Linked DNA regions of Sus scrofa: all the other regions are linked to region 5. A link is a contact called in public Hi-C and HiChIP or PLAC-seq data. All regions are on one chromosome and are shown on one strand. The core of a region is the stretch at or near the end of the contact, and the rest is flanking DNA. Distances in the headings are between cores, read along the strand shown. Region 1 has its middle 200 kb from the start of ARHGAP12. Region 2 overlaps ZEB1 (zinc finger E-box-binding homeobox 1). Region 3 has its middle 250 kb from the start of ARHGAP12. Region 4 overlaps LOC102164518 (a long non-coding RNA gene). Region 5 overlaps LOC110255684 (a long non-coding RNA gene).

The links. A called contact is a pair of places that touch in the nucleus more often than the background predicts. HiChIP or PLAC-seq counts read pairs in DNA pulled down with a chosen protein or histone mark.
Region 1: an H3K27ac HiChIP or PLAC-seq map of skeletal muscle shows a contact between it and region 5. The contact joins two enhancer-like sites. A contact is called at or near these places in 5 of 47 Hi-C or Micro-C datasets (brain, embryonic fibroblasts, fetal heart ventricle and 2 more) and 2 of 2 datasets of contacts at active chromatin or transcription factors (alveolar macrophages and skeletal muscle).
Region 2: a contact with region 5 is called in a Hi-C map of embryonic fibroblasts, with 1.7 times the contacts expected there. The contact joins two enhancer-like sites. A contact is called at or near these places in 2 of 47 Hi-C or Micro-C datasets (embryonic fibroblasts and heart right ventricle) and 1 of 2 datasets of contacts at active chromatin or transcription factors (skeletal muscle).
Region 3: an H3K27ac HiChIP or PLAC-seq map of skeletal muscle shows a contact between it and region 5, with 15 times the contacts expected there. The contact joins two enhancer-like sites. A contact is called at or near these places in 2 of 47 Hi-C or Micro-C datasets (embryonic fibroblasts and heart right ventricle) and 1 of 2 datasets of contacts at active chromatin or transcription factors (skeletal muscle).
Region 4: an H3K27ac HiChIP or PLAC-seq map of skeletal muscle shows a contact between it and region 5, with 7 times the contacts expected there. The contact joins two enhancer-like sites. A contact is called at or near these places in 3 of 47 Hi-C or Micro-C datasets (embryonic fibroblasts, fetal heart ventricle and skeletal muscle) and 1 of 2 datasets of contacts at active chromatin or transcription factors (skeletal muscle).

Annotation. Positions count from the first base shown.
Region 1 is chr10:42,371,445-42,376,900 of Sscrofa11.1, reverse strand. No RefSeq gene overlaps it. Among named protein-coding and RNA genes, the nearest start is that of ARHGAP12, 200 kb to the left of the region's middle. Within about 2 kb of position 3,065, at least 51 of the 83 cell types and tissues checked have an H3K27ac peak or open chromatin away from gene starts, as enhancers often do. A contact at or near this core is called in alveolar macrophages, brain, liver and 1 more, where this site is marked.
Region 2 is chr10:42,117,848-42,123,395 of Sscrofa11.1, reverse strand. All of the region lies in intron 1 of ZEB1 (zinc finger E-box-binding homeobox 1), which reads right to left. Among named protein-coding and RNA genes, the nearest start is that of ZNF438, 110 kb to the right of the region's middle. Within about 2 kb of position 2,470, at least 2 of the 83 cell types and tissues checked have an H3K27ac peak or open chromatin away from gene starts, as enhancers often do. A contact at or near this core is called in embryonic fibroblasts, where this site is marked.
Region 3 is chr10:42,323,733-42,329,033 of Sscrofa11.1, reverse strand. No RefSeq gene overlaps it. Among named protein-coding and RNA genes, the nearest start is that of ARHGAP12, 250 kb to the left of the region's middle. Within about 2 kb of position 1,348, at least 24 of the 83 cell types and tissues checked have an H3K27ac peak or open chromatin away from gene starts, as enhancers often do. A contact at or near this core is called in skeletal muscle, where this site is marked.
Region 4 is chr10:42,258,424-42,263,264 of Sscrofa11.1, reverse strand. LOC102164518 (a long non-coding RNA gene) reads left to right here. Exons shown (of 6, transcript XR_305912.3): 4 at 1,214-1,310; 5 at 1,813-2,047; 6 at 4,314-4,431. Among named protein-coding and RNA genes, the nearest start is that of ZNF438, 250 kb to the right of the region's middle. Within about 2 kb of position 2,789, at least 69 of the 83 cell types and tissues checked have an H3K27ac peak or open chromatin away from gene starts, as enhancers often do. A contact at or near this core is called in embryonic fibroblasts and skeletal muscle, where this site is marked.
Region 5 is chr10:41,518,420-41,523,345 of Sscrofa11.1, reverse strand. LOC110255684 (a long non-coding RNA gene) reads left to right here. Exons shown (of 3, transcript XR_002336333.1): 2 at 1-286. Among named protein-coding and RNA genes, the nearest start is that of SVIL, 340 kb to the right of the region's middle. Within about 2 kb of position 1,750, at least 59 of the 83 cell types and tissues checked have an H3K27ac peak or open chromatin away from gene starts, as enhancers often do. A contact at or near this core is called in alveolar macrophages, brain, embryonic fibroblasts and 2 more, where this site is marked.

The DNA of each region.
Region 1 (5,456 bases), core at 1,816-4,315, 850 kb before region 5:
AACAAAACTTTACCCAGGGGAAATGAAAGAGCAATGTGAGAGAATTAACTCTAGAGAAAAACTGGTTTTAGGTTCTACTCTATTATTCAGTCATATTTATATGAGACTATGAAACATATGCTTGTTCCTTGTTTCTTTTTATGGCTACAAAGGGGATTCTCCCCCCCCCCAAGTACTGTTATGAAATATAAAGGAGTTTTCTTGGATCCTGCAGGCATGTACCCTGTTTCTAGAAGAATAATTATATCTTCAAACCAGTTGGATAATTTCAATGTTGTTTCCATATCATTTTTGCCTCAAGGTTGAGGATAAGGCCTGTTACAGAATACTGTTTTGGAGGCCAGTTGAGTGTTTCTGCCCATGAAATGAATAACCTTTTTCAAGTGAATGAAGGCATTCCCATCAAATGGTCAAAACGTTTTCACTTGGGCGGAGGGGCGCCTGAGGAGAGAAAAGTTAAATTATAATTACTTCAGACAACTTGCCTCTGAAAAAGCTGTCTTTTACAAACCTGCTAGCCGGCGGTGTTAATGGGAGGCCTAGAAGGAGAGGGCATCTCAGCCTCTAGCCTTGCTCAGGACAAGAACATCTGGAGCAGGGAATCTGCCGCTGTGTCAGTTAGACAGGATGGTGGAGGGAGTTCTCATGGTGGCTCAGTGGTCATGAACCTGACTAGGATCCATGAGGATGCGGGTTCAATCCCTGGCCTTGCTCAGTGGGTTAAGGATCCAGCGTTGCCCTGAGCAGTGAGGTTGCAGACACGTCTCAAGTCCTGCGTTGCTGTGGCTGTAGTGTAAGTGGCACCTGCAGCTCCGATTCTGATTTGACTGCTAGCCTGGGAACTTCCACATGCCGCAGGTATGGCCATAAAAAGAAAAAGGAAACAAACAAACAAACAACCCACCCCCAAACAAAAAAAAAAAAAAAAAACAAAGGGTGGTGGAGAAGGCCTTCTGCCTGGATCTTCAGACCAAAAGCCAAGAACCAGTGAGTGGGGCAGACCTGTCTGTCTTCTGATAGATGCCACAGAGGCTGGCTTGAGAATCCAACCTCAGGACTCAGGATTCCGCTGGGTTTTGAGGCTAGACGGGACACTGGCAGAACTCAGTTACTTTGCAGAGAGCAGCTAGCAGCTTAGACAAGAAAAGGAACCTGGTTTTCTCCAAGCTGTAGCAGAGCTCCCTTTTTCTGGGATGAATGACTCCCCTTTCTCCCCCATCCCTGACCCCCACATTTCTGTCAGCAAGCTGTGGTGGCTGAGCCCCATCTTCTTTACCCTTCTCAACCTCCTCTACCAATTCAACTTAGGGTCACTTGAATGTTGTATTAAAAAGACACCAGGCCTGGCACTGTGGGTTAAGGATCTGGCATTGTTGCAAATATGGTTTGGATCTGATCCCTGGCCCAGGAAACTCCATATGCTGCAGGGCGGCCAAAAAACAACAACAACAAAAAGGGAGTTCCCGCTGTGGCGCAGTGGGTGGATGATCTGGCTTGTCTCTGTGGAGGTGCCGGTTCAGTCCTTGGCTGGGTGCAGTGGGTTAAGAATCTGGTGCTGCTGCAGCTGCAGCGTAGGTTGCAGCTCTGGCTTGGATTTGATCCCTGGCCTGGGAACTTCCATATGCCACAGGTAGGGCTGAAAAAGAAAATAAAAACCAAAACCAATCAAAAAACTCCCAAAGAAACCAAATGGCTGTCCAGCCTTGGAGCCAGCACCAATTTGAACAGTATGGTCACAGTTTATAGTGTGACTGTACGACCCAGTTTGCCTGGAACCCTTTATCCTTGGGGTTTGGGCACAATTCCTAATAGTTTTCCTTGTCACTCTCATCAGTGTCCAGATTTATTCAATAAATGATAGGATCACTCTAACTTTTCATCTGTGACAAGATCCATTCTTTGGCTTATACTGACACCTGTAGGCTTGTGAAATGGCTTTGAAGAAAATGAACATGGAGAAGGCTTTCCCCATCCTCAGTCTCCAGGATTTCAGCTCACCTCCTGAATATACTGGGAACCTGAACTGTGGGGCATGTTCTAGAAAGAGGCCAAAGCAGGGAAACATTTCCACTTGAAGATGCTGTGTACCCTGCGGCCATGAGTTTCCAGGGTTCTAACATTTGGAGTAACGCTTTTTTTTTTTTTTTTTTTTTTTTTTTTGCTTCTTAGGGCTGTACCTGTGGCATATGGAAATTCCCAGGCTAGGGGGTGAATCGGAGCTGCAGCTGAAGCCTGTGCCACAGTCACAGCAACGTGAAATCTGCGCTGCATCTGTGACGTACACCACAGCTCACAGCAACATCAGATCCTTAACCCACTGAGCGAGGCCAGGGATCAAACCTGCATCGTCATGGATGCTAGTTGGGTTCGTTACTGCTGAGCCACAACCATCACTCTTGGAGTAATGTTTTGATCACTCCTGTTGTTGACAGGAATCAGCATCGGTTTCAGGTGTAAACAGGAGCCCACCTGGCTCTCTGAGCCATGACAGATGTTGCCTGGGTTGGGGGGCATGATGCTCAGGGCCGATGAGCCATGGGACTGTGGGCCTTCCCAGCTGGGGAGGCTTGGATGGAGAATTTAGGCAGGGCAGGGTCAAGGCCCCCAGGCTCATCTGTTGGAGATTAGGTGGTGACCCTGGTTCTCCTGGGACTAAGGAAACACCAACACTGGAGGGAGGTGTGAGCTGGGGTAGCCCAGGGCCTAATGTTCTCATCTCCTTCAGGTGCCATCAGACACCTGGATTCCAATCTGAACATCAAAAACAACACAAGACACTTAAAAAAGAATGAAATCCAGAGGTCACGAAGGCTCTGGGTGGACGAATTTGTGTGCTTGGCTGTCACAATGGTGGATTTGAGACAGATTAACGTGTGGGCTCCTGAGCCCAGCAGCAGCCCTGGGCCAGGGTGGATCGGTGGCTGGGGTGGGGGGGGACTCTTCCTGTCTTTCAGAGGGGCCCCTGTCCCTGCAGAGGCCACCCCCTCGTGCTGCCTCACGGCCCTGAGCCAAGGACTCTCCAGCCCAGAGAAGTGAAAATAGACGGTTGCCAAGATGAGAAAGGAGGCTTGAAAGCGTGTGGGCCCTACACGGTGGAGTAAATCAGGATGAGGAAGGGAAACACAGGATGTCTAACTTCCGGGTATTCTTGTAGGATTTTACTGGCGTTCTTGTGTTTGTCTCATTATCTTCAAGACGTTCAGGTTGGACATGTTCTATCCCTGGCAAGACAGAAACCTTGGACTTCGCCAGTTCTTTTCCAAAGGGCTTGCCCGGGATTCTTCCAGACTCTGTGAGAAAATCCCGACCGTGCCCCCTGACCTGCGTCTTGGGAATGTGGGGGCGGAGCGGGCTGCCTTCTGGCTGTCACTGGCTGAATGAACAGACCATAATGAGTCAATTCTCTGCCGTCTGCTATTTAAAACAACGGCTTCCTTCCTGTTTCCTACGCTGCTGACTGAAGCTTCTTCTGTGTTAGGGGGGGAAAAAAAAGAAACTCAGGGCGAAAGTGCGCCCTCGGAGACTGAATGAGCCATACATCTCGCCCGCAGTGGCACAAAAGCTCCTAAGTGTTTTATCTGTACAGATGGCTCTAATTTGGTGGCGCTGGCATGACTCTGTGAGCTAATTTCCCAAATACTTGGTTCATTAAAGTGGAAGAGAAAAAACAACCACCTTCTAAGCCAAGCGAGACTCCCCCCAAGAAACAGAAGTCCTGATTATTTAAGGGCAGGGTCGCTTTTGAGAAGGCAGGAGGGAGAGGGCAGACGTCCCTGGGCCCTGGGTGTTTGTCCCCCACCCCAGGGAAGTCCAGTCACCCCCTGGGAGTGAGCCTCCCCTCCCCACCCCATCCCTGAGGGACGAGTGTGGCCTCTGACAGTGGCCTGCAGTCTCCAGGATGCCAGGTGGGAGCCTAACTCTGGGCTTTTTCTCTGTTTCGCTGACCACGTGGAAGGCATGTTCGGCCAGCAAAGAGTTGAGTGGGGAGTTTAAGAGGCAAAGTAAGGAGGCAAAGCAGCTCCTGCTTTCCCGGGGGATGCTGCGCAGCTGCTGTTGGGGCTTATGGGCACAACTTGGTGGCTCTGGGGGTGACAAGGCAGCTTCCAGTGTGTTCAGAACACAGCATGGGGTATCCGACCTCGCCATCCTGCGGCAGGCACACTGGACCGCTGGACTGAACGCGGATGCCAGAGATGGGTGATCCCCACCCCCACTCAAAGAAGGTGTCATCTCCGCCGCCCCCCCCCCCCCCCCTTTAGGCAGGAACATAGAGAACTTATGAGGGTCTTCACTCTGCCCTGGAGGCGCTGTCCACAAAGGGAAAAGGACAGAAAACCTGTATAGGATGAGTTTAAGAAATGGGGAAAGTGTCGTCTCCCAAGCGCAGATACACTCTGTAAATAATCGCACATGTGAAGAAACCAGATGGGCGCCCTCCGCGCATGCGCACGTGCGGGCAGCATGCACGTGTGCACACGGGTGACCACCAAGGCTTTGAGGGTAGGCTGAAACCAGTTTGGGGAAACCCTGTTGGCCAAGAAAAGCCTAGAAAACTTTGTCAAATCTCAAAATATGTAAGAGGTGATTAGAGTGAAATAATCAGATATTTCCAAAGCACATGCTACATACTGTGTGGGGAAGGGCTGAGGGGGTGCTGATGAGGGGGTGGCCATGGGACTAGAGGCAAGATGGCCCTTACACTGAGGGAGGGACACATAGAGACACGTTTGGAGGCCCGGATGGAGCTTGAGCAGCTGAGGGTGGCAGGGAAGGCAGGAGTCAATGACCATCAGGCCCCCTGGGTGCTGAACATGGGGAGCAGCAGGGCCAGTGAGAGGAGGCAAGTTCAATGTCCTTGATTCGAGATTCGGCAGAGTCAGGCAACCTTGTAACCCTAGGGGATGGATGGACTGGGTGCCCGAGACAAGGAGTGTTCTTAGCAGTAAGGAGTGCTGGCCAGGAAGGAAGCAGAGACAATGGAGGAGACAGATGCTGGTGGTGGCGGGGGGATGAGGGGTGGGCACAGAGCCTGCCCAGGGGGGCACATGGCTCAGAGAAGTGGCACAGACCTCACAGCCATGGCCACAGGTCCCTCCTACCTCTGGGCTTGGTTTTGGAAATCTGGACTCAGGGGGCTGGTGGGGACCAGGTGGGTTGGGGAGCATAGGAGTGGGACCAGGTTGGGGACATGGGATGAGGGACATGCATCACCCTGATGTGCTCACCCATGCTCAGACCCCAAGGCCAGCTCCATGGCCCTGCCCTGACTCTGGCTCCTCATTTAAGGGGAGGGGGCTCCCTTTTCTCTTCGGGGAGAGACCAGGAACTTTCTTGGTTCCAGTAGCATGAGAAGGTCGAGCACTTTCGACCAAGACCCTCTCAGAGCCCAAGGCCCTCCTTTTCTCAGGGGCATGGACGTGGACAGAAAGCAGGGAAACTCTCACCCAAATGCCCCC
Region 2 (5,548 bases), core at 1,221-3,720, 600 kb before region 5:
CAACAGAGGATCCGAGCCGCGTCTGAGATCTACACAGCAGCTTGTAGCAACACCGCTTCCTTGACCCACTGAGTGAGGCCAGGGATTGAACCTGTTGGGTCCTTGACCCACTGATTCACAACAGCAACTCCCTCCCTACTGTACTTCTGTCAAACTCATACCTCCTGATTTGCAGGGATACCCGAGTTGTAGCACTGATACACATCTTAGTGCTAAGTCTTGAATGTATTTCTGATGTTACCAGATGACAAAGTGCTCTGAATCTGATTACAGTGGGGGAAATCACCAGGTTGATTACTGGCTTACTCAAAAATTACTCATATTTTTAAAATACTTTACTACATTTCCTTTTATTCTGAAATAAAAATACTGTCTAGGCTAATTCTGGTTAATTCAAATTCATGTTTTCTGGTCTTTGTATTTAGATTTTTTTTTTTTTAAGGGCTGCACCTGTGGCATATGAAGGTTCCCAGGCTAAGGGTCCAACTGGAGCTGGTAGCCGTCGGCCTATGGCACAGCCAGAGCAATGCAGGATCCAAGCCGCGGCTGTGACCTACACCACAGCTCATGGCAACACCAGATCCTTAACCCACTGAGCAAGGCCAGGGATCAAACCTGCGTCCTCATGGATGCTAGTCAGGTTTCTTAGCTGCTGAGCCAAGACGGGAACTCCCCTGAATTTAGAATTAATAAAGGTTTACTGAGACACCAAGTACACAACTCTTGTTTTTTGGATATACTGCGCCACCTCAAATTTCTTCAGCTGTACTGACATTTCTCCCAAAGTAGTAATTGCTAAAAATCAACCTACCAAATATTTTGATTTTCTGTAAGAAATGGTTTTTTTCCCTCCAATTAAAAAAATGAAATCTTGATTGTGTTTATTGCACAGGAAAGATTCAGCTAGATGGCCAAATGTTGTGCTTAAGGAACAATCCTCTGTCTATACTGACTGTGTGATTGATAACCTACACTAAGGTTGTTGTTATTAAACATAAAATGTTGATTCATAGGCTGAAGAAGTTTTAAGACATAAAATAAATCAATAAAATATTATGATTTGGTAAACCACTGAAAGAGAAAAACCTATGGAATATATTATAGCAATAACCCACATGTCAAAAAAGAAATTCCCACCTTTGAAAAATAAAGTCCATGTGAGCAGCATAACCATTCTAACACGAGTTTAGCAAACCAGGAGCTGTCAAGTTCCAATAACCTATTATTCACACCTCTTTAATCACTGCCACAGAGTTGATTATAAATAGCCTCATACATTTTAAAATAAGGTCATTCTGAAACGAAACAAAGAAGGTAGTAAATATTCTTGTACATACGGAACTGAAATCCTAACACACAACATAATTGTGTATTGCTCAAATACTCAACACAAAGAAAGCTAACCACACCTTTTATTACTATGTCAAGTGTGCATCTGTGTGGATTCAGTGGAGTAACTAAATTGTAGCACCACTGCAACCCAGAAGCTTAAAAAAAACAACAACAAAAAAAAAAACCCTCCCCAACAAATTTCATTACTGAGAATTCAGGCATTGTTCTTGGTATAATAAAAGTAAAATATAAAAATCAATTTGCTGATCAACCCAAAACAACGCTATGCAAATTCATGATTAAGACTAGTCTACAAGGAAAATGTATAGGGTTACCGATGATGCCATTGGCTATTAATCACTCCACACAGGTGATAACCTAACTGTATTTTTTCAATGTGAATTTATGTAAACGTGTTAGAGAAGAAGGTATAAAATGTTTTATCAGAGGGACAGAATAGTTTTCAGAAAAAAATTAAGACTGAGAACAAGGTGACAAAGTACCACTTAGAAGGCAAGGATCTAAAAGGTTAGGCTGAAACCAACTGGCTCAAATAAAACAAAGAATGGAAACAAGAAAAAAGTAACAATTTAGCTTTGTACCAAGTGTTCTTTATAATGACTGATCATTATAGAATCTCAAAGAAAAATCTAAAGTACCCCCATTATTCCAGAAGAGTTTTCTATGATCACAGTACCTGCTGAAATGGGAGTAGTCCACTACCAAAACCCCTCATTTAAGAACTTAAGACCAACAGAATCAAAAGACTGGGCCTGAAGAACATGTGATTTCAAATAATTACAATCAGATTTGCCTTTATTTGACTATTTTAAGATTTCCCATGAAGTTTTCAGACTAAAAATCCTGAAGTTTTCTGTGTGAACAAACTTGCTACATAACCAAATTTTTCCCATTTCCATGTCTTCCTACAGTGTGCCTGCTCATTGATAAAAATTACATTTGGGGAAGAGATAATTTAGAGGTTTGCAACTACTTAGTTCCTGAGCATTGATCCTTATGCATTTATATTATACAGTAACACAACTCTTTTGGAGTATAAACCTACTGCATAAACTCTTCTTACCAGAATAATTTGAAAACAGGAAAGAAGTTAGAAAAGCATGCATATTAGCATGTTTTACAATCTTAAAAAACCACATGCATGTCTCTATTTTTACTGAATCATTCATTTCCTTTGTCTGGTTTTAGAACCGTTAGCTTAAAAAACATTATTTCTTGCATAATAAAAAGTTATTCACCTCCTGGACTTTGTTTTCCATCCAAAATAGATTCTTTTTTGAACAGAAACTTTTAGTTAATTGTAGTCAGACAGACAGCTTCTGACAAGGTAAGTACCAAGAGAAAATGGTTGACCACAGAGAAAATCATGAGGCTGCCTTCTGTCAGCACTCCAGAAGAAGAGCTACATGGAGCTTTCTGAAATTAATTCAGCATTGTCATCCATATAAAATTATCTTAATTCTATACTCCTGAGATACAGTCATCAATATTTTACAGAATTAATTCTCACATTAAAAAGACTGTTTCTGATATAGAAGTTATTTTTTTCCAAGGCTGTATTTCTAATGATGCTACTACCGCACCCTCTTTAATGCTGTTTTCAACAATTAAATATATAAGGATCTTCAGCAGAGATGATAATCTAAAGATACTTTCAGTGTTCTGTCAAGTATGAATATAAAACTAGTTTCCTTAGTAGTAAAAATACTATACAACCTTAAAATTATTCTGCATTTGTAACCTTAGGAATATAGTGTACATTCCAAAACGTGGGGATTTCCAAAGATCTTCTTTGGTCTATACCCCAAACCTAAGGATGCTGACATGATAGTTCCTATTCTTCTATTTCTTACCTTTGGAAGTTCACTCAAATGTGAAGAATTATAATACAGCCCCTTGGCAATGCTTCACCCTATGCCAAACACTCTGGTTTTTCTATACTTTCTGGAGTGACTTACAGGGCTTCCAGATAGAAGGACTTTGTCCCAGCCATAACATGTATTTGGAAGACTGGTTCTTACGGCATTAAGACATGCTGGTCAGTGGGCTGGGGGTGGGTATGAGGGGAAGGGAAAAAAAAAAAAGCAGAGAACTATAGGCCAGAATAACCAAACCAGCTACAGAAAGGATGGTTAGTAAGACCACAAAACAAAGTGAGAAATAGGTCTAAAGGGTCAGTGTTTGTATCTGAGGGAATCAGACATGGTCACCTGAAGTCACCAATACTGGGTGGAAATTCTTTGACTTGGGTTGGGGCAATGATTGATTCATTCACTGATTTAAAATATTAATTGAGCACCTGTTATAGGTCAGACACTATAGTTAAGTAAATGAAGAAACCAATTTCTATCATCAGGGATCTCACTAGTAGGATAGACAAACATATTAAATAAGTTATTATAATACATCATTGTGGGTGTAACTGACATAAGTATCTACAACCCAAGAACAAAGAGAGAAAAGAAGGATTAAGTTTCTCAAGGATGGACACTGATGGCATGTTTCTAGAACTGAAAATGCTTTAGCAAGAAGATGACATCTAAGCTTGTTCCCCTAAGCTGGTTCTTAACGTAAAAACCAAACAGATAAAAACAGAAATGAAGGCCATTACACAAAGAGGAAAAAGAACTTCTTCCAGGCAAACTCTACCCAGCTATTCCTAAATGAGGGAGACTAGAGAGACTAAAGGCCTTAAGCTAGAGGAAGGATAGATACTCAATTTTGCTTGAGGGCAGAAGGCTGAATTCAGGTACAAATGTCACATTTAAATTGTAATAATGTATTTGTTTCCAGCAGTCTAATTTTAAATTGTTGGTGGGTTAATATTAACACATGGTTGCCCTAAGCCACTCATGTCTGGCCCCTGCCAATAACAGCCACGAATGTATCATATCTGAAGGCACCTGGACATACCAGGAGAGTACCCCTCCATGTTGCGTGGCTACCTACATCTTCTAGAACCTGCTGACACCACTGCTAATCCCTGGGCTGGCAAGCTTTTCTCAACCATCCTCAGGGTTCTCACCACCACCCATGCACAGCTTACCCTACCCTGTGTGGCTGGAGCTGGAACCAATCATGCTAAGGTAGGAATATTTCTCTTCTTCCCAAATAGATCCAACAATGGCAGGAAGTAGTATAATAGATTGCTTTTGTTTTATTTATGAGTCTGTGCTCTTCAACAAGTGATTGGGAAAAAAGAACCTGCTCTTAGTTTTGCTTTTAGAAGAAGGAAAAATGGTTCTCATCCAGTAGAAAACAACAGATACAGGGTCAGGAAACAGGCTAGATGGTTAACAGGATGTTCTGGAGAACCTGAACATTTATGGAATGGAGGAGGAGAAAGGAGGAGGAACCACCAAAGGAATGAAAAGACTAAGAGGAGGATGCCTTGTGGGAGCCAAGAGATGGGAGAAATTCTCAGAGGCAAGCGAGGCAGGCAGAAACCTTTGACTGACTCCCAATGATTCAAGCCCTTGTATGATCCTCTCTCTGCAGTATAGACGGGAGCTGTGAACAAAATGAGATGTCAGTCCTGTTACAGTACTAAGTTACATGACAAATGTGAACGGGTTTTGCAGATATAACAAAGGTCTCTCATCAGTTGACTTTGTGTTCATCAAGAGATTATCCTGAGTGGGCCTGACTAAACTAAACAAAACCTTTAAAAGGCGGCTTAGGCCTCCCCTAAGCTCCAGAGACTCAAAGCAGAAGACTTTCTTTCTTCTGCTGCCCTTGAAGAAGCAAAAAGCCATATCTTAAACTGCCTAGGCAAAGGAGCAGCCTTCCTACAAGTGAAAGAAAACACACTCTGTCAATACCCAGAATGAGCTGGGAAGAGGGTCCTGGACTCCACTGGAGAAGGTGGCTTGGCTGAGACGGTTGCTGTGGCATCAGGCAGAGGGCCCAGCTGAGCCGTGCCTGGACTCCGGCCCATAGACAACATGAGACAGTAAATGTGTGTGGTTCAAACCACCACATTTGTGGTAATTTATGCAGTAATGGAAGAGTGATCATTAAGCAGGGGTCCCACTTTTCTGAGTGAAGGAGAGCTGGGATTCAATCTTTAGGTTGTCAGGTCTCTGACACACGTTTGGACTTAGGAGGGGCCATGTTTTCAGCAAAGATAATCAAAGCAGATACCAAGTAGTATAAGTGAGAACCAAGAGGGTCTCATGGTTCATCCAGGACATTC
Region 3 (5,301 bases), core at 99-2,598, 810 kb before region 5:
GTCGAATTGGAGCCCCAGCTGTGACCTACACTGCAGCTTGTGGCAACACTGGGTCCTTAACCCACTGAGGGCAGCCAGGGATCAAACCCACATCCTCATGGATACTAGTCAGGTTCTTAACCTGCTGAGCTGCAATGGGAACTCCCACACTGACACTCTGTGTTCTTTCAACTCTTGACATCCTTTGGCCGCAGGCCCTCCCACAGACCTTCCCCTGATTCCTTAGTCTGGAACTTTCTTTCCTAGCTCTTTGTCTGTACCCCTCAGGTCACAACTCAGTCCCCTTTTAAGGGAGGCCATCCCTTGGATCCTTAAACTAAATCGAGACTAGGTATGATACTGCCACTGCACTTTTACTTTTCTTTCCTTAAATATTTATTTTTTTAAATCAACGTATAGTTGATTTAGTGTTGTGTCAGTTTTTGTTCTACAGCAAAGTGATCTGATCATACATGGAAAGTCTTCTTTCATACTGTCTTCAATCATGTACAGCAGGACCTCCTTGCTTATCCATTCTAAGTGTCATAGTTTGCATCTATGAACCCCAGACTCCTAGTCCATCCCACTTCCTCCCCCTTCCCCCTTGGCAACCCCAAGTCATGTCTATGTCTGTGAGTCTTCTGTTTTGTAGACAGGTTCATAGTTTAGATTGGTGTCATAGTTTAGATTCCACATGTACGTGATATCATAAGATATGAGAATCGCAGAAGGGCCACCACTAACAAGTCTCCTTTTCTACATAACGTTTGTGACTGTTCTTATTATGTTACTTATGTGATTGTTTGTGTCCCACTAAATGGTCCACCTCACAAAGGCTGGGAGTCTGTCTTGTTTATCACTGTTTCCCCAGGAACACGGTGTCTGAGCATAAAAAAGTATTGAATGGAGAGGTGAATAAATAAATATAATTAGATTTTAGTAGCCTCCAGGGGCAGAGTGGTTTTTTATTCTTTTCATTCTCAGCCAAGGGTTTTAACAAATAGTTATTGACCTCAAGACTGTCTCATGAAAAAAAACAACAGCTAAGAATAACAAGAACAACAAGGAAACAAATTACAGCATTAGAACGTCTACACGATTGAATGAAAGTTATGTGCGCTAATATAATTAGTCTCGGCCAGTGAGGGACAGGATTATACCCACGGGATCCCTGAGTTTGTGAAATAGCAATGCGCTTTCATAATGTGAGTTTATTATGTTTGGAAATAGCAGATGAATTGGGCCCACATCTGGATATTTGGCATTGTGGACACAAACATCTGGATGATTGGCCGAATGCTTTCAACTTAACTCATGTGTTTTGGAGCTGTGTAAACAGTCCCAGAATTACTCCGAAATTATGTTTCTCCGGAGATGGCCACGTGACTCAGTGGAGGAGAATTCTCAGTTCCAGGAAGATGATGGACTGAGAGACTTGAAATCCCTCTTGTCACAAACACACAGGAATTCTGGCTACGCGTAGCCCTTGAAAAATTGCATGGTCGAGATCATGAGCTTCTGAAACGAGGACGAGACTGAAACTCAGTGCGACGTGGGCCCATGCGCTGACCCGGGAGTTTGGTTTCGGTGCCAGCAAACTTAGGGGTTTGGGGTTCACACCCGTTTGAGGACGGGAGACCAAGTCTTGGAATCCTGAGCAGTGAGTCAGGACGTTTGAAAAGCTGAGCTCTCAGTGGAAAGGGCGATCAGAGGACATCTGTCTCTTAGCACAGGGAGGAGATAAGAAAGCTGCTTAGCCTGAGGTGAGGGAAATGGTCTTTCTAGAGAGAATTAAGCCCTGGGTTTGCTTGTGGGTTTGGCATCCAAAACATGTCTTTACTCCATGCAGACAACATGCGAATATCTCTGCAAGACTCAGGGAACTCCTTGCAGAGAAATGAACATAACAGTCTGTCCCAAAGTGGACACTCCTGGAATGCCTGTGCTGCTAAATCATCATCCAGCAGCGACACTCCAACACTGGTCCCACTGTGCCTTCTCAGAAAATAAGCCTCATTAAAGATGAGCTCATGAGTTTAAAAAATTAGGAAACATACAATGAAATAATTCACTGTGAGCAAGAAGTCAGCAGACACAACAAACAGCAAGATTCCAGTCCCAAGAACTTGAGATAATAAAGACACAATCAGCAAGGGAAAAGAAGTATGCTAAAAATGCTTAAAAACATACTAGAAGGCATCAAGTTCTGGCATAAAGTTTAGGCTGCTATAAAGAAAGAAGGGAGAGGAGTTCCTGCTGTGGTGCAGTGGACTAAGACTCCAACTTCAGCGGCTCGGTCACTGTGGAGGCTTAGGTTCAATGCCCAGCTGGCCAGGCAAGAGAAAGGATTTGGCATTGCTTCAGCTGTGGCTTGGGTCTCAGCTCAGAGTCGAATTCAATCCCTGGCCTGGGAACTTTCATATGCCATGGGTGCAACCATTAAAAAAAGGAATATTTGCAAAATAACAAGAGAGACCTTCCAGAAATGAGAAGTGTATTCGTTGAATGAAAAATTCAACGGATGGATTAGACATTGCAATAGCCCACTGGAGGGGAGGGTTATTGAACTGAAGATTAGAGGGTATTACCTAAAACACAGCAGAGAAACAAGATGGAAAATGTGAAAGGGAGTTTAAGATAATGAAAAGGTCCAAAGCAAATCTAGTAAGATTTCCAGAAGGAGATAACAAGGAGAAAGAATTAGAGGAACTATTTAAGGTTCACTAATTAAAGATATGAATCCTCAATGGGAGAATTCCAGGGAATCCCAAGTGGGATAATTACAAAAATGATCCACACCTAGATAACTTCCTAATGCAGCCATTAAACACAAATAAAAGAGAATCTGCAAAGCAAAGGGATAAAAGATCACATACAAAGTAACGATGAATGATGGCAGATTCCTCAGTACTAACAACAGCTATCAAAAGATGATATAATGATAATCTTCTTAGAGTTATAATATTAATCAAAAGTGAAGGTGAAAGATACATGCACCCCAGCATTCATAGCGGCGCCCTGTGCAATAGCTAAGACTTGGTAGAAGAAAGGATAAAGATGTGGTACATGTGTACAGTGGAATATTACTCAGCCATAAAAAGAATGAAATATTGCCATTTGTAGCAACATGGATGGACCTAGAAATTATCATACTAAGTCAAATAAGTCAGAGAAAGACCAATTTAATATATCACTTATATGTAGAATCTAATTTTAAAAAATGATAGAAAAGAACTTACTTACAAAGCAGAAACAGACTCAGACTTTGAAACCAAATTCACGGTTACCAAAGGTGAAATGTGGAGGAGGGAGGGGTAAATTAGGAGTTTAGAGTTAACAAGTTCATACTACTGTATGTAAAATAGATAACCAACAAGGACCTACTGTATAGCATAGGGAACTCTACTCAATACTCTGTAATAACCTATATGGGAAAATAATTTGAAAAGAATAGATATATGTATGTGTATAACGGAACCATTTTGCTGTATACCTGAAACTAAGACGACATTGTAAATCAGCTATACTCCAAAATTAAAAGTTGAGAGAAAATATGAAGACCTGTTTTAGTTAAAAATAATGTAGAGAATTTGCCACTCACAGACCTTCAATAAAAGAATTATCAAAAAATGAGTCTAAGAAGGAAATAGGTGAAAGGAAGGATGAGAAATAGGACAATAATATAGACTTACTTGGGAACTATAACAACAAGATGCATTGATTCTCATGTTCCAGTGATTAGAATGACATCTTTGGAGGACCCTAGTCTGCTTACCATAGTGTGCTTGGTGCTTTCACTTTCAGCCATCCTAGTGGGCATGTATTTGGTAGAATCTCCTTGTGCTTTTAATTTGCTATTCCCTAGCAACTAAATGTTGTTGGGCATATTCTCATTTGTTTATTTTCCATTTACATATTTTCTTTTGTAAAGGGTCTGTTCAAGTTGTTTCCCATGTTTATTGGCTTATCTTTTTCTTATTGAGTTATAAGTGTTCTTTACATATTCTGGATTTAAGTCTGGAGCAAATATATGTTTTATAAATGTTCTCCCCAGTCTGTGGCTTTCTTTTTAATTTTTTAAACACTGTCTTTTGAAATGCACTGTCTTTTAAAATTTTGTTGAAGTCCAGCTTTTAAAGTATTTCTTTAATGGTTCTTCTTATGGTCATCTACCTAAAAAAGTCTTGGCTTAACTCAAAGTCATAAACACTTTGCCATATGTTTTCTTGTAGAAGCTTTATAGTTTGGGGTCTACCTTTAGGTCTGTGATCTATTTGAAGTTAATTTTTGTACAAGGTAAGGGTTGAGTTTCATTGTCTTGCATATGGATATCCAATTATTCCAGCATAATTTGTTGAAAAGACTATCTTTTCCCATTAAATTATTTTGGTACTTTTTTTTAAATTAATTATCCACATATATATGATCTATTTTGGGAATCACTATTCATTTCATTGATATATATGCCTATCTCTTGCCAGTACTACACTATCTTATTTATTAGACTTTATAGTAAGTCACTAAATCAGATAATTCCTCCACTTGTTCTTTCTCAAAATTGTTATGGCTACTCTAGATCATTTTCATGTCCATATAAATATTCAAATCAGCCTGTAAGTTTTTAAAAACAAAAAGTCATCTGGGATTTTGCTGGAATTGCTTGGAATTCAGAGATAAATTCAAAGAGAATTGAGTCTTCTGACCCAATGGTATATCTTTGAACATGGTATATCTTTCCATTTTTTTTTTCAGGTCGTCTTTAATTTCTCTTGGCAGTGTTTTGTACTTTTGGGTGCACTGGTCTTGAACATTATTTTGTTAAATCCTCCCCATAATACTTCATATATTTTGATGCCACTATAAATAGTATTCTTATTCAATTTTGACTTCCAACTGTGAGTTTCAGTATTTTGTATGTTGATGTTTATTTCTAGCAGCTTTTTAATAGATTCTTTAGGTTTTTCTCCATAGAAGATCATATTTTATCTATGTTTATTTATTTATTTATTCATTCATTCATTATTTTGCTTAATTTCTTGTCTAGGTACTCCATATAATATTAAATAGAATAATAAGAATGAACAATATTGTCTTGTTCCCAACCTTAGGGATAAAGCATTCATTCTTCTTCTTTTTTTTTTCTTTTGTCTTTTTGTCTTTTCTAGGGCTGCACTCGCGGCATATGGAGGTTCCCAGGCTAGGGGTATAATTGGAGCTGTAACTGCCGGCCTTTGCCAGAGCCACATCATTGTGGGATCTGAGCTGCATCTGTGATGCACATCACAGCTCACGGCAATGCCAGATCCTTAACCCATTGAGCAA
Region 4 (4,841 bases), core at 1,540-4,039, 740 kb before region 5:
TTCTTCATAGTAGCTGCACCAATTTACATTCTTTCCAACAGTGTAGGTGGGATCCCTTGTCTCCACACCCTCTCCAGCACTTGCTATTTGTAGAGACTTTTTCTTTTTTTTTTGTCTGTACCTTCAGCATGTGGAAATTCCCAAGCCAGGGACGAAACCTGTGCCACAGCAGCAACCCAAGCCACTGCAGTGACAACTCCGGATCCTTAACTTACTGTGCCACAAGAGAACCCCTGTAGACTTTTTATTTTAATTATGGCCATTTTGATCAGTGTGAGGTGGTATCTGATTATAGTTTTGATTTGCATTTCTCTAATCATCAGCAATGCCCAGCACCTGTCTTTTCATGGATGACACCTCTTCATTATTCAGAGGTCCCAGTTTGAGTGCTGGGTCACTTGGTCAGTCAGCAGGTACTTGGTCAAGGGCTGAAGTGACTGGGGAACATGGCCCCTTAGGGATGTCACTTTTTTGTGTGTTGCAGTTTCAGGCCTGTTGATCACCCTGGCTCTCAACCTACTTCTCTCCTGTCAGTCCCACCCAGGGAAAATCTGGAAGTGTCTAGTGCCTGCAGATATGAGATCTAAAGAGAACTGACCAGGGTTGTTTAACAAATCCAACTAGGAACCATGAGGTTTTGGGTTCAATCCCTGGCCTTGCTCAGTGGGTTAAGGATCCGGTGCTGCTGTGACCTGTGGTGTAGGTTGCAGATGCGACTCGGATCCCGTGTTGCTGTGGCTCTGGCGTAAGCCAGTGGCTTCAGCTCCAATTAGACCCCTAGCCTGGGAACCTCCATATACCGCGGGAAGCAGCCCTAGAAAAGGTAAAAAGACTAAATAAATAAATAAATAGAACAGACCAGAGAAGGAAACACAGCTCGCCTCTCCTGCTGGTCCTGGAGGGAGAGGTCACACCCATGGATGCTCGAGGAAATGGCTCCATTGCTCCCTGGCAGCAGGCTAGGAAATACTGCCCACACCCCAACTGCAGTCCCCGAGGCCATCGGATACACCTGGGGCGCCTCAGGGCAGGAAGTCCCAGAAACCACATACAGTTTCTGACCAACCACTTCAGCTTTTTCTGGGCTTGAAAAAGACAGGGGCGGTGCAAGAATCATCTTTGGTTCTGCCGCAGTGGAGACCCATGACGTCTTGCTCCCAGTAGATTCTGCATGCATACTTATGTGACTGAATGGATGTCCCCCCTACCACAGACGGCAGCTGTCCCATCTCAGAGGCACCTCAGGTGGTGGCCTTGAACTTGGTGTCCAGACTGAAATGGGAAACCATACACCGTAAGAGGTGGAGCAGGTAAGGATGGGGGTGAGGGGAGGCTGGCAGGAGCGGAGGCAGGGTTTTGTTCCTGACCCTGCCTGGTGATCAGCTTATTCCCTAAAGCAGAAGGATTAATAACCAGGGTAATTTTATCCCTGTTAGAATGTAACTACAGATGTGGGCTTATTGGGCGAAACAGCTAATCCTTTCTACATTTGGCTTACTCGTGAAACTCGATGCCTGGAGTTGTCAAAAGCACTATTTGCACGAGGCCTGCTGCCCCTGAAACCTTTCTCTTCTGGGCCCAGTGGGCAGCTGTCCCACTGCGCTGGCACTTGCCTCTTGGGTGAGCTGACTCACTGGCCTGGTGATGGAAGGGGAGGGGAGAGGCCTGTGGGTATATATAGACCTAAAGTGAGGGAGAGGGTAGGTGAAGGAAAATACAAGATGTGGGGTGCGGGGAGAGGGTACACAGAGAGCCTGGAGAAAAAAAACTCTTGGGAAAATCTAAGGTTCATTGTGATCCCTCGTCCCCCAGGCTTAAGGCACGGGGGAGGCAGCAGGAGGAGGGAAGAAGGCGAGGGAAAGGGGGTACCCCTCGATAGGAGCCAGCAGGCATCCAGGGATCTGCAGCGTGGTGATGGCTGGAGGCGCAAAAGTCAGGAGACACAGTTAATCCAAGAGCTGTTGCTGCTGCTGCTGTTGCAGAGATGAAAGACTTTCCAAGCCAGTCAGTGATATGCTTGGAGCTTTCCCCTGTGCAGCCACCTGTGGTGAGTAACGGGAGACTTGGTTCCTCCTCCTGCACCCGGGGAGCCCCGGGAAATTGGGGGAGTGGGCGTGGCCAGGGTGGTGGGGCGGGGCCCCAGTGAGCAGGCGCCAGTGACCTCCCTCCCTCTTCCCCACCTCCCTCGGTCTAGGTCTCGAGCACCGCCTCCCGCTGGGTGTGGCCGAGCTTCAGACATTCCCCCCCCCCCCCCCCCCGCCCCATCCCGCCCCCAAACATCCCCCTCCTTTTCCACCGACTCCGCCCTTGATCGCCCTGGCCCACACAGTGCTACAGTGCGACACAGGAAGCCCCTCCTCCCTGCTACCCACCCGAGGCGGGGTGGGGGGGGGTGGGGGCGCGAACAGGTCGATACCCCCTCCTCCTACCCCGACCCCTCACGGACTTTTAGTTCGGGGCTGCTGGGTTAAAGCTTCATTCCAGTGTGCTGCATTCCAGAAACTTTAACAGATGCCCTGGCGTTCTTGGAAGACGCTGAGAGGGAAAGCGGCCGACGTCTCCACCCAAATGCCCCAGAATCAGATAGGACATTTGCCTCTGGTGCGGGGAGCAAAGGGCAGAGTGGCCAGAAGGCTTGTAATAAAAACCTCCCTTCCCTTCCCTCTGACCTGGGTCCTTCATTACTGACCCCAGCCCTTAAGAATCTGGAGCCTGCAACCCTCTCCACCTGGCGGGGCTGGTCAGGAGGCCGGGCGGGGAAGGATTCGGCCTCCTGGGCGGGTCCCGGGGTGGGAAGGCTCTCATCGCCATGGCAACGAGCTCTTCCCGTGGGAATAGCGAACTCTTGAACGTGCAGCACATGGGAAAGTGACCTACTGAGTGCCAGCTGGGGGTCCAGGCGGGCGGGTATGGGGGGGATCTGCAGGGAGAGGGCGCGCGACCGAGCTCGACATGCGACCCCCAAACCTGGATGCAGGGCCGCGCGCTTTTCTTCTGAGTCAGACGGGGCCACACAGGCAGGACACGTGATGCGCGGGGCTCTCCCCTGGCTGCCAGTTAGCAGCCAGATCTGCTGACTCGCTTAGAACAGCCGCTGCCCAGTGTTGGCCCGGGCTGGGTGGGACGGTTCCCTTCTGTGGGTCTGTTCCAGCGCCCTAGCTGGTGAGACCAGTAGCTCCTGTTGGGAGGACAGGCGTGTTGGCTGTGGAATTCAGTTCTACGTGGCTGAGGCCCCTGACTTCTTTTTACAATTTTTAAAGAAGTTGTAAAGGTTGTACTAACCTTTTAAAAAAGTGTAATTTCTTTTTTTAATTCAAAAAGATGAAAAGAAGGAACTGAACACAATCTGATCTACACCCTCCCCATCTTTCCACCCCAAAATAACGGACCACTGTTAACATTTTGTTATCATTCTTCCAAATTATGCCCACACCTAGGGGTGTACTAGTTACAAAAATTATGGTGCATATGATGTTTGTCGCCTGCATTTTCACTTAACTCACCACAGACCTGGAAAGATAGAGAAAACTCTGTATTATTATTTCTAAGGGCAACATAGGATTACTATAATTTATTAGCCAATTTGGTGTTGCTGGAAATTTAAATTTCTTTACAATTTTTTACTCTTCTACATGGCGACAGACATCCTTCTACCTACATTTTTTGCACCTAGCCTGTTAGTTTTCTTAAGGTCAACTTCTTGAAGTAGAATTACTGGGTCAGAATGTATGGATGTTTTAAATTTTGATGCTGGTTTATAAATCCTAGGTCTGTGGGCAGCTTTTGAGAGCCAGTGGACTTCATTTTCTCCCCCATCGGTCTTAGGAATAACACGGAAAAATTCATTATGTAGTTTGTATTCCTCCCAAAGCAATATCGGAAACAAGAGCTGTGAATAGTTTTTCCCAGAGGCGATCCAAGAAGCACGCTGCAAGTTCAGCAGGACAAGGTCCAGGAATGGATAGGTTACTGCTGTGGGCAGTGGGGCCCAGTCAGTCCCCCTGGAGGCCCTCTGGGAGATCACGTAGAACACGCCTGAGAATTGACCCCCAATCCTGTCGGCAGGGCATCAGCTCCTACATCTTCTGACTTCTCTCGTGGTTCTTTAGAAAACCTCTGCAGGTGAATTCTGAGGTAGGCCAAGGGGATGTGACTGTCACACCTCCAGCCATAGTTACACACGAATTATTACTCCTTCCCCTGAAACCAAGCCAAGGGAGGTGCTCAATCCAGGACAAAAATTGCAAAATGGGTTAAGATTTCGTCAACCTCACCACCTTCCCTCTCTCTTCTCGAAACCATCTCTTCCCCAGGCTTCCAAGGTCTTTGGTCCTCCAAGACACATCAAAAAGGACTTCCCATGGGAGTTCCCATTGTGGCTCAGTGATAATGAACCTGACTAGGATCCATGAGGATGCAGGTTCCATCCCTGGCTTCGCTCAGTGGGTTAAGGATTCAGTGTTGCTGGCTTGGATTTGGTGTTCCTGTGGCCGTGGCGTTGGCCAGCAGATGCAGCTCCGATAGGACCCCTGGCCTGGGAACTCCCATATGCTGCAGGTACGGCCCTAAAAAGATTCACACACACAAAACAGGTCTTCTCTTCCTTCACTTAGTATGAGAGTCTCTAGTTCCATCCATGTTGTTGCAAGTGGCATTATGTTGGTATTTTTATGGCTGAGTAGTATTCCATTGTGTATGTATATCACATCTTAATCCATTCATCTGTCGATGGACATTTAGGTTGTTTCTATGTCTTGGCTATTGTGAATAGTGCTGCTGTGAACCTAGGGGTGCATGTATCTTTAGGAATTATAGTTTTGTCCTGATATATGTCCAGGAGT
Region 5 (4,926 bases), core at 501-3,000:
CCCCCCACCCCTTCATTCTCCCGTATCCACAGGGGTGGGCTTGTGGCAGCCATGTTTGTATCATGGGACTGACTCCTTGAAGTTGATTGGACCAGGATCTGGCACGTGACCCAAGCTGGGCCAATCTGAGACTTTGTGTCTGAAACGAGGCCCTGCAGCTCACTCCGGCTGCTCTGAGCCCATCTGTTGAATGGGACCGTCCGTCTCCTGTGCCAGGTGGACTGTGAAACAGGCCTAGAGGAAGCCAGTGGGCTAACAAAATCAAAGCAGCAAAAATAAAGAGAAGGTGAGTGAAGGAGAAAGTGGGAACTGAGCTTGGCGCATCCTAGGTTGTGGGTCCACAAGCAAACACTCAGTAAAATAAATTTTCTCTAGTTTGCTAGTTCAAGGTCTTTTTGAAAACTCTGAAGCCAAAGAGTTGCAACTGATACAGAAAGAAATAGAAAAGGTCACCCCAGATTCCACCCCGTGGAAACCGAGGCACCTCCTGGCTTGTCATGAACTGGGAAACCGAAAAATACTCTGAGCTGGGGAAAATGTGGCAGCTGCATAGATCTCTCGGGATTTATCTTTGGTACTCGACTGATTTTCCAGCCCAACAACCTCACGTGAGAGCTGAGCAAAGGCAGGGAACCCAGAGAGCTGGCGTGACTCACCCAGGCTCCCTCCCACAGGCAGCGAGGGTTGGGGCTAGAGTCCTGGTCCCTGAACCTGAAAAGCATCCCTTTCCTACTTTGGGCCCGCGGTGGGCGCTGGGGCCAGGCGGGAGCCATCAGGATAAATCAGCACGTGTTGCTAGGCTGGCGACAAATGACGCGTCTAATTCCCTGGCCCAGCCAGCCCCGCGCGGCGGAGTAGCGCGCTCCGTGCGCACACGTGTGCACTCGGCCAGCGCGGGAGCAGCTGCAGAGGTTGGGCCTCCCGGGAGAGGACGGGGTGGGCGTGAGTGTTCGGGGGGGCGCCATCCCACCCCACCCCTGCGCGGCAGGGAGGGCCCCGCCAGCCGGGCCTTTCAGAGTTAATTAGCCTTCATGCATATGGATGGCACTGCCGATTGAACACGGTGGAGGGGTCGTGACCTGACCCCGGCGAGGCGTGCGGAAAGAAAAGACTGCTTTTCCCAGCTCGGTCCCTAATTGAAAGCCCAGTTGCCGGGCGCTGCGCCGGGGTGTGATCGCCGCCGCCCCATTTCTCCCGCAGAAGGAACACTTCGGGGGGAGCTGCCCCCGGCGCCCGGCCCCCTTTAGCAGCCCCTCTAATGACCTGCGGGGATGTGCAGGCGGCCCGACGACCGTCCCCCTGATATGTCGCCGTAATGATATCTGCACTGGGGATTTATTCCGAAGTTGTCCTTTTCCGTGATGGTTTTCATTTCCTGTCATTTAAAGCTGGAAGCATTTATGGAATATCACATGGTTTTCGTTTACACAGGAAATCAGCTGCAGTTGCGAGAAGATGCGGACTTACTTTTTTGTTTGTTTTTTTAATCCTTCCTCCCACCCCCACCCCCGCCCCGGAAAAAAAAAAAAATGAGAGAGAAAGGGAGGAGGAAAAAGGCAGCCTGCAGCATTTTGTTTTGAAGTAGTTTTCCTTTTTGATCCCCAGTCCTGTTCTCCGAAGTGGTCTGTGGTTATACAGAAAGCAGCAGTTTCTCTCTGACACGTGGTAATCACTACGTGAAGAAAGCACAGCACCTAGAGATGCTTTTGCTTTTTCCAGACCAGGGGGCGGGGGTGGGAGCGCAGCTGCGCGGGCAGCTCCGCCCCGGGGATGCGCCGCGCGACCCGCTCGGATCCGCCCTGGGAGCCGCGGACCGGGCGCCTCTGGAGCTGGGTTTACGCTCCTGGAAAGAGCGCACGTACAGTGCCCAGTTAACCTCCTGGGACCCCTCTGCTTGAACCTGAAAAGAGCAGTGTCCTGCCCCACCCCCAAGGACCACAATAGAAGTCTGTCCTTGGTCCGGCCCCAGCCCATCACCCCACCCCGGGAATCAGAGTCACAGGGCTTTATGACAGGGATTGGGGAAGAATTTGCGACTCATTCTTTAAGCTCCGCCCTCCAGTTACCGCTGAGTTAGGAACTCGCGACTAGAAGCGCCCCCGCACCACGGCTGCACCCCCTCTTAACCAGTGCAGTTCCAGCTGCTCCAGGCCCCCTCCCCCGCCGCCACCGCCCCTCTGAGGGCAACTAGACGGTCCTGGGCAATAGCGCCACCTGGTGCCCAGCATCCTCCAAGCCTTTCCTCGTATCCTTCTCCAAGATGCTAAACAAGCTGCCTTTAGAGATCAAGGGGGCCCAGAATAGAGTCAGGCTCACAGAGGAGCCCCCACCTCGGGTTGAAGTCCTCCTTTCCCCTAAAAGAGCTTAGAGTATAGGGGACAGGAGGCTCCCCTTTCATGCCATCCACTAGGGCATTCCATGGTAAGAGACCTATTCCTGGGATTGAAGGCTGGGCCCTCAACTGAATGGAAAATGCCCTTGAAGAGATATAATTCAGGCACCTGTTTGAGAGTGAACCAGTAACCTTTTCCCAAGGGTATGTGTGCTTCTACCGAGGGAGGAAAGCAAAGAGGAGGCCCAGCCCGAGGTCCAGGAGGGCAGAACCCAGCACTGCCGGCCATGTTTCAAGGGCAGGGGCCGTCTGTGTGGTGGGACTAGGAGGTGGGGAGCTGGTGGCTCTGGGAGGCAGGAGAGGGACAATGTGCACATTTCATGGGTGAGTAGGGCACCCCCACGGAACATCAAGTCCCTGTAGGCCCCCCTGGACCCAGGTGTCCCTCCATGATTGCTGTGTCCCTGGCAGCTGAGACCCGTTTAATTGAGACTCCAGGGCAGCCTCCCTTCCCCCAGCCCATAAAACCAACAGCCCCCTGTGTGAACACGAGCCCCGCATTTTTTATGGGCTGTCTGCTGACGGCTGGGGGACAAGAAGGGGACAAGGCTTACTGCTGCAGCCCTTGGAGCCTCCAGCTATTGAGCTGTGTAACGGGACCCCGTTCCTTGAAACCAAATATTTGCGAGGACACCCAGAAGCCACCTGGCTACCCAATCACTCCATCAGGCGGGTCATTTGTGCCGTAACAATTCCACCTGGGACCCTCTCCACTTCCGAGGGTCAGTGGGCAAAGCTCCCCTCTGAACTGCAAGGAGGCTGGCCCACCAGCTGTTACCGGCAGGCCCTGGATCGGGGCTGTGCAGACCAAGTCTCTTGCTGGCCCATGAGCTGAATGAAAGAAACCCTGTTTCTCCTCTGCAGCGGCAGCAGCAGGAGGCCCAGGTCTCTGTCTGAAGCCCTACACTGTTTTCCTCCCAGGAAACAGCATTTGCCTCCTGTTGCTTATTACCTAATTGGAGAACCACTGGCGTCAGCAGGATGCTGCGTTCAGCTTCTTCAGGCCCCGGCAAGAGCTCTGCTTGGGGGACCAGTTCATTTCCGGCAGGGAACATTTTGAGATGCCTCTTCTTGCTCTCTCTCGCTCCCTCCAGTCTCCCACCCAACACCCCTCTTCTTGGCTCTGTCTCTGAGGTATGGCCTTTATTGGTCTCCGCAAAAGGGGGGAAGGGCAGATGATCTTAGTGACTCTGAGATCCAACCCCTGCCTGGCTGTGTAGGGTGGTTGTCAGGGAAGCACGAGATCTGTCGCATGGCCAGCCTGCTCCTCCATTCAGGACTCCTCCTTGTCCCCCTGCTTGACCGTCTGGAAAATGGGAGCCTTTTCGGAGGGAGGTTTTGGCAAGAAAAATCAGAGGCGTGCAATGCCCCATCCTCAACCCAGCAGCTTCTGAGAAGGTGTCTGGCCAAGCACTTGAGCTCTGGGCCTCCGCTAGAAGCTGCCTCCCCCAGAGTAAACCCGGTGAGTGGTCCAGAGGCTCAGCCCACCTGGACTCAATTTTAAAATAGATCAACAGCATTTCAATATGTATTTCTTCCTGTTGCATTGACAAAAAAAAAATGCCTGGTGATATGCCAGAATGAGATAGATAATGATGTTGTTTAGCAGCAACTGTGTCATTCCGTGTTGTTGACAGTCAAATAAATTAACATAATAAACACAATTTGCTCAAAAACCGGCTAAGGGAAAGCAGATGGTTAGCACATTTCGGCAGGACCTGTTGGTCCAAGTTTGCGCGGATGTTTAGACGTCGCGCCGCCTGCAACAGATGCTCGCCTAGGTCCCCACGTGACGGGCACAGGCGCCCCCGCGCCGGCTTGATGGGGTGGGGGGTGGAGTGGTCCCGCCGCTGGGGGCATCCGGTCCAGGGCCTCCCTCCCTCCCTCCGGAGGCTCCCAGCGCCCGGCCCATTAGCATTCACGGCCCGTCGCCCGCCCAGCGCCCAGCCTTTGTGCTTCTGGAACAAGCCAGCTTTCTTCCGGCGGAGGATGGCGCCGCTGAAGTGCTCGGGCTCCAGCCTATGAGTTTCCCAGTGGCTTCCGGGGCCAGTGGCGCCCAGAGTGGGTGCCTATGGCACTCAAAAGAGAAGAAAACGTTATTTATTATTATTATTATTGCAATAGGAGGAAGCTGTGGCTGCCCAGTGCCTGGGAAGCAGAGTAGTGGGGTGGGGTTTCTTCTCACCAGGCTGGAGGGGATGGGACTGTCAGGGGGCCAGGCCCTGCTCCCTCCTCCAGCTCCCTCCTGTGGCTGGCGTGCCAGGCCTGTTACTTAAAAGGGGACCCTTAGCGATCAGACCCGCCCTTGCAGATGCCTGTACTGCGGAGCCCAGGATTGATGGCCTGGGTCGTCAGAGATATCCTGACGCCCGGACAGCTCACGGGGCCCCTGCCCTGCGGCTTTGCTGGGTGACACTTTCCCGGGGACCCTGAGTCCAGGTCCTTGTTTGCTAAGTGGGGCTTTTATGAAGATTGGATATGAGAATGGTCATAGCCCGCTCAGCACCGCACCAGGCACTTGTGCTACATGCCCA